2 separate regions of the Arachis hypogaea genome follow, and region 1 is linked to region 2. The links are chromatin contacts, called in public Hi-C maps. All regions are on one chromosome and are shown on one strand. The core of a region is the stretch at or near the end of the contact, and the rest is flanking DNA. Distances in the headings are between cores, read along the strand shown.

Region 1 (3,384 bases), core at 301-2,800, 160 kb after region 2:
TTCTTTTATCATTTATCATCCTATACGGGAATGAAAAAATATTTTGGATACAAAACACATAAATTTGTTAAGAAAAATTTAGAAATTTTACAATAATAAATATAGAATTTGTTTTAGGATAAAATACAATTTTGTGAAGAGAAAAAGTATAAAGAAAATACAATTTTTTATGTTATATAACTAAAATTTTTATGTATTTTAGTGATTTTTTGTAGTTTTTTATTCGACTAAAAAACTGCATAACTCAAAAAAATTTATGTTTTTCGAAATTAAAATTTTTGTACTGTATAATTAAAATATTTATGTTTTTTATTTGTTATTTAACTAAAAAATTTATACTATTTAAAATAATTTGTGTTATATAATTAAAATTTTTTATTTTTAATTAAAATTTGTGTGTTTTTCGACAAAATTTCTTTCTTTTAAACCACCCTTCTTTTTTATTTTTTTTTAAATAAAAAGAGGTGAAAAAATATAAATAAAGAAAAAGAAAAAATAAAAATATGAAATAACAATAAAAGAAGGATAATTGCACCGTAAGTCCGTAATAAAATTAAAAAAAATGTGTCGCAGTAGACAAAAAAATTGACCGAAATAAGTGAACTTAATTAGAAAAATCTTGGTGGTCAAATATAAATGAAATTATTTCTAATAGCATAAAATGAAATATTAAATAAGAGAAATGCTAAGTGTGCACATATTTTTTAAACTAAGTTTTTAACTTCAGTTTTTTTTTTTCTACACAAGTGGGGCACTTGTTTTCCTCTTTTTCTTTCTTATTTTTTTTGTTTTTTTTTTTATATTATTATCATTATTTTTTGTTTGTACACTTTTTTCTTTAACATCATTATTACTGTGGTTCTCATTACAGTCATAGTCACATATCACTCTATTATTATTATTATTTTAATTTTTTCTTTTTTTATTCTTTTTTGTTATCATCTTTTTTTATTTTTATCATTATTATTTTTATAATATTATTTTTTTATAAATATTCAAAAAATTAAAATATAAAATTTTATATATTATATACAAAAATTTATATATTATACTAATAAAATACATACAATTTATAAATTTTAGTGGAAAGAAACACAAAATAAAAAAGTCACAAAACAAAATTACAAAATAAATATGCTTAAAATGTAATGTATGTAAACGAAAAAAAACTTAAAATTTATTCTGTTAACCACTTTTTTGGTTTAATTAGTAACACACTCAAGAAAATCAAAATAAACCTGCAATCCATGAAGGTTAGTTGCAAGCCACGCGTCCACTTATCTGTTCTCGTACTTTTAACTGACACGTGGTAAGTTGATTCTGCCTCTCAGTTTGTCCCGACACGTGTTCCTACAGCGACAAGTTGCTGACAGCGACCCCAATTGCTAAAGCACAAACATTTTGCAGTGAAAAACCGTGTCAGTCACAACACGTGTCACCAGCACACCCTCCCAGGATAGCCACGTGGCTCACCATCCACACACTGCTTGTCACATCCTAGGGGCATTCTCGTCATCCCATAAATATTATTCCTCCAACTTCTCTTTTTCCTCTCAATTCTTCTCTTCTTCCCTTGCTTCCTTTTGATTCCTTTCAACTCTTGGGTGTCTTTCCCTTTCAATTTTTTTTTTCACAATTTTAGTCTCATTCCTCTGTACTGATAAACGAAGAAGAGAGGTGGGAAAATGAAAAATTAGCAACCTTTAATATTTTTTTGCTTCTTATATTTTATTAGGGCTTCTTCGAAATTGTGAATATAGAAATTCATTGATTGATTTCAAAATATCTTCCTTTTTTTTTCAAGAAAAAAAAAAGTTGCGATCCGGGAAGGTGGTGCTTTTTTTGTTGTGTCACTGTTGTTATTTCTGCATTATTGGATGAGGCAGAATGATTTCCTTCAGGTATTTTGCTCATTCGAATCATCATCATAATCGTCACCATCACCTTCATCATCACCATTCATTGATTTACCATCAACGCCACCGTAGCCACCACGAATCTTCTTCTATGCACACGAGCGGTGGAACTAGAGAAAGTAGCTAGCTCTGGCTTTTTCTTAGCGTTTTGTTGTTTTCCTTTCTTTCTTCTTCCTTGTGTATGGTACCAGACATTGATGTTGAATCATCGTCACTTTCATCCTCATCCATATCATCATCATCAGATGGAGAATTACCCAAGAGATCTACTTCAGAGATTCGTCGACGTGTCAACTAGTGCTGGTAGCACTAGTGAAGATATCACACAAACACTACAAGAACAACAGCATCATCAGCAAGCTAAAGAGTATGTAGAAGAAAAAGAAGCAGAAGATGCTGATGAAGAAGTTGAGCTGAACCTAGGTCTCTCTTTAGGGGGTAGATTCGGCGTTGACAAGGACGCAAAGAAGAAGCTCACGCGCTCTTCTTCAATAGTTGGTACAATGCCTCTTTTCCGGGAAGACCGGCGGATGGAGCCGCCGCATGTGGCAGCGTATCCAGCGGCGCTGATGAGGACATCATCACTGCCCACGGAGACTGAGGAGGAGTGGAGGAAGAGGAAGGAATTGCAGACTTTGCGGCGGATGGAGGCCAAGAGGAGGAGATCCGAGAAGCAGAGAGTTGCGCGGACAGAGAAGGAATCCGGTGGTGGTGCCGGAGCCGGAATCGGTAGTGGTTTGGAAGAATTGGAGGGTGGTGCAGGTGCAAGTGCAACATCAATGGGCTTGAATAGATTCGGTTCTTCAAATTTGGCGGTACAACCTTTTGGGGTGCCAAATTGGGGTGCAAGGCAAGTGGTTCTTGGTGATGTTTTGGGAAAAGGGAAAATTGGTGATAGTGGCGGCTTTCAGGGTTTGTTTGCACAACCTTCTTCTCAATGTTCTGCAGAATCTCAAGGGGGAAGTTCCTCATCAGTGTCTGAAATGGAGAGCAAGCCTTTTCTAGGTATAAACAGCAATAACAAAGTTTATAATGTTTCTTATTTGTTTTGTTTTGATCATTTTTTTGCCATACAATGAGCATCGACTTTGGTTGGGTGAAATTGGTTGACTTAAGTGTTTGTTTGGTGGTGTGGATGTAATGATGTTTGATCCTTTTTGAGTTTTTCTGTGTGTTTTGTATTATGGTGATGGTGGTGGGAATGGAATTTATTTAACTACACAATGATTGGTTATGACACATTCTTCTGTTCTTTTAGTTCTGATATTCTTTCCCTTTTTGTTACCTTTTTTTTTAAATAAAAACACACACATGTATGTATATGTATCAACGGTATGTGTCTGGTTTTTGTGAATAGGTTGATAACAAGGTGCTGATGGAGGGAATAAAGCGCACAAAAGATGTGATTCTCTTGCCAATTTGTTACCATACTTTCTATGCTGAATTTTTGAACAATAACTTAAGTGGA
Region 2 (3,574 bases), core at 973-3,472:
ACTTAAAATAGCTAAATCTAATTCTCCTTGATTCCATTAGATGCCTTGATATGTTTGCTAAGTGATTTCAGATTTAGGAGGCAAGGATTGGACCAAGGGAATGAAGGAAAAGCATGTAGAAATGGAGAACTCATGAAGAAATAAAGGAAACACAAAAGCTGTCAAGCCGACCTCTTCGCACTTAATCGACCATAACTTGAGCTACAGAGGTCCAAATGATGCGGTTCAAGTTGGGTTGGAAAGCTAACATCCGGGGCTTCGAAACAATATAAGATTTGCCATAGTTGCTATACGTATAAGGACGCGTACGTGCACTATACGCGTACGCGCCATTGGTGCACGTGATTCACTTCATGCAAACTCGTGGCTAGCGAATTTACAAGCCTTGTGGGCCCAATCCAACTCATTTCTGATCCTATTTAAGCCAAGGATTGAAGAGGGATGGACATGTTAGTTACCATTAGTCATAGTTTAGTTTTAGAAGTAGTTTCTAGAGAGAGAAACTCTCACTTCTCTCTAGGATTAGGATTAGGATTAAGTTTAGTTCTTAGATCTAGATTTTAATTCATCTTCTTCTACTTCTATCTTCTCAATTCCTTGTTGTTACATTGATTCTTCTTCCATTCCCTTGTTGTAATTTCCTTTATGTTGTTCTTGTGTTTTGTTGTAGATCTACTTTTGTTTCTTCTACTCTCTTTCAATTCAATCAAGGTAATTCATAATAAATGTGTTTCTTTTGATTGTTGTTGTTAATTCCTTTCAATAATTGTTGTTAGATTTCATTCTTGTTGTCAATTTACTATGCTTTTCTTTTGTGCCTTCCAAGTGTTTGAGAAAATGCTTGGTTGGATTCTAGAGTAGAGTTTTATGTTCTTGGCTTGGAAAGGTAACTTAGGAACTCTTGAGTTACTAATATCCAAGTAATTGATGATTGGGATCCATTGACTCTAGTTCTCACTTATTGAATTAGTGGAGAGTTAGGACTTATGGACTAGGATTGATATAGCTCATTTGACTTTCCTTTACTACTAGTTAGAGGATGATTTAATGAGATTAATCCTTGCCAATTCTCATATTGTGGTTAGTGATTAGGATAGAGATCCTTGACCACCAACCCTTGCCAAGACCTTTTTAGGCCTTAGTTTACTTTCTTGCCATTTATCTTTCATGTTTCTTATTAAAACCCCAAAAATAACTCACAACCAATTCCTAGGGAGAACGACCCGATGTTTGAATACTTCGGTTATAAATTTTAGGGGTTTGTTACTTGTGACAAACAATCTTTTGTATGAAAGGATTATTGTTAGTTTAGAAACTATACTTGCAACGATAATTCATTTGTGAAATTCTAAACCGTCAAAAATTCGATCATCAAAAACCTCCAGCAACAACTGAAGAGATCCCATTATCTCAATCTGCTCTCTAACGAGAGGTGTGATACTTATTGTTATTGACCTCCTTTATCTTATTACTGAGAAGCTATTGATCAATTGATTCTGTATACATGTTGGAGATGATAGTAGAAATAAGACAGCTAACACATCTCAATTGAATTCATCTGCATCAGCTAATAAGGTGCCACAATATCCAACCAACCCAGCTCTTCAAAGAAGTAGAGTTTTTAGGCCCCGAACTCCCTAAGCATTACCCCCAATCTGTTCTACCAACTATGGCACTATGTATTCCTCTAGCAAATGCTAAACCATTTGCTCCACATAGTGTGTCATCCGAAACAATAACAGCTGCTAGTGTTGGAATTGCATCAAGAATTTTTAACTTCATCTTTACATCTGGGTTTAAAACTCTTAAAAAGACTGGGTAAATTGTGATAGTTTGTTTTAGTATATTAATAGTATGTTGGTAGTATATTATTAGCATTTGAGAGTTGAGACTCAATTCAAGACCTTTTAATTATATAATTTGGTGTAGCAGCGTCTCACTATCTTTAGGAAAAGTATAAATGGTATTAGATATAAGTTTTGATGTAATATTTTAATATGGTATTTTAGTGTGGCAGCAACTTGCCTTCTTTAGAGAATGTATATGACTACAAGATTATGTTTATGTTAAATGTTCATTTAGTTGTTCTTCAAGTTTCATTAGTTTTTCCTCCGCCATATAATTTTGATTCTGATAGTATCTCCCGTGTTTTCCATCAGAGCAACACCACTAGAATCTTGATAAATAGAAGATACATATTCATCAAGTAATGGATAGAAATTGCATTGAGGTGATGCAGTCTACAATAACAAGTACACATCAATAACATTGAAATAAATATCATTTAACAATAATCACACATCAGTAACATTAAGATAGAAATCATTTAACAAATAATGAACCACATGGTTAACAGTACCTTAAAATTTGGACATCCAAAAATAGCTTGTCTGGATTTTTCTCTGTTCTTGACATGTATAGAATAGCATAAACACCACATTTACATGTAGGAACAACAAATCTTCTTCTGGTGTGATTACTCACAAGCATATCCTTCTTTGCCACTTTAGCTCTGCTCGTCACCTCCATCTCCTTCAACTCCACTCTTGTTCATTTTTTAGGGTTTCGCAGCTTGCAGAACAACAAATAGAAGTTTTCATACCAGTATTCAATCCATTGCGACGCTGTTTTCAATTGAAGAGTTAGGGTTAATTAGATCTTTATCGAATTTCATCTGTGCATCGTATCAGTTTCCATCCAATTCGGAATTAACAGTTCAAGAGATAATGGATATCTCATCCCATTAACAATCTATGTAAGCATTTTTTTTTCGTTAGCCTTTAACATTAAACTTGATGAAAGAATGACATTATCCTAAAATTTATGAGAATAGAAACCGATTTAAGATTTTTAAATTCTCAGAAATGGCGTTGTCCTGGAGGTAAAGGTCAAGATCAGGATCAAGATCGGCTGAGTGTTTACTCTATTTGGATTTTAGACACGAACTTCGTCCAAAGTATTGTTGAGTCCATACTCCCCCCAAAAAACGCTTAGTGTGTTAGCAGTCGAATTCAACTTAAAACCTTGATCAAAGTTGTCGTCAACTCCCCACAATGTTGTCAAAGCTTGCTACCTCTTCTCTAGCTTCGTTCTCGCCGTGTTTCCAATTCAATGCCAAAAACCTCAACCTCTCTCGCACTAAACCCTTATTCTTCAAACACCTTCGAAGAAGAGCAACCGTGTCTATTCCCTTCCATTTTGGTTCTCTGAGTGAAAGAACTCTTCCATCAGTTTGTTTCTCCAATCCTCGAGACGAATCTGAAACCAAGTTACAGGACAAGGTACCAGTTTTGCTACTTTTTCGTTGCTCCATTAAAGTGAGAAGATGAAAGAATAAGGCCATTTTAGTGCTTACTTTTGTATCATTCTCTTAATTTAGGAATCTGGATCGAACAAATGGCCAATTCTCCAGCGATGGCAGGTGCCTTGGCAATGGCAAACACTTGCGTTAACTTCTCTGTCCTGTGGATTAGGGTTTGTTTTGAATACCTACCGTGATTTCATATCAAATGTGTCAAATAATGTAAAATCATGTAGAATCATGTTACTGTTACCGTTGATTTGTGTGTTTATT

The links. Hi-C and Micro-C count contacts between places; a contact is called where the count stands out from the background.
Region 1: a contact with region 2 is called in a Hi-C map of leaf, with 2.5 times the contacts expected there. The contact joins the promoter of LOC112801603 here to the promoter of LOC112801602 in region 2. A contact is called at or near these places in 4 of 8 Hi-C or Micro-C datasets (all in leaf).

Annotation. Positions count from the first base shown.
Region 1 is chr5:56,256,097-56,259,480 of arahy.Tifrunner.gnm2.J5K5, forward strand. It overlaps LOC112801603 (ninja-family protein AFP3), which reads left to right and starts at 1,551. Exons shown (of 2, transcript XM_025844427.3): 1 at 1,551-2,921. The coding sequence starts at 2,114.
Region 2 is chr5:56,096,361-56,099,934 of arahy.Tifrunner.gnm2.J5K5, forward strand. LOC112801602 reads left to right here and starts at 2,223. Exons shown (of 10, transcript XM_025844425.3): 1 at 2,223-2,755; 2 at 2,863-3,281; 3 at 3,380-3,474. The coding sequence starts at 3,054.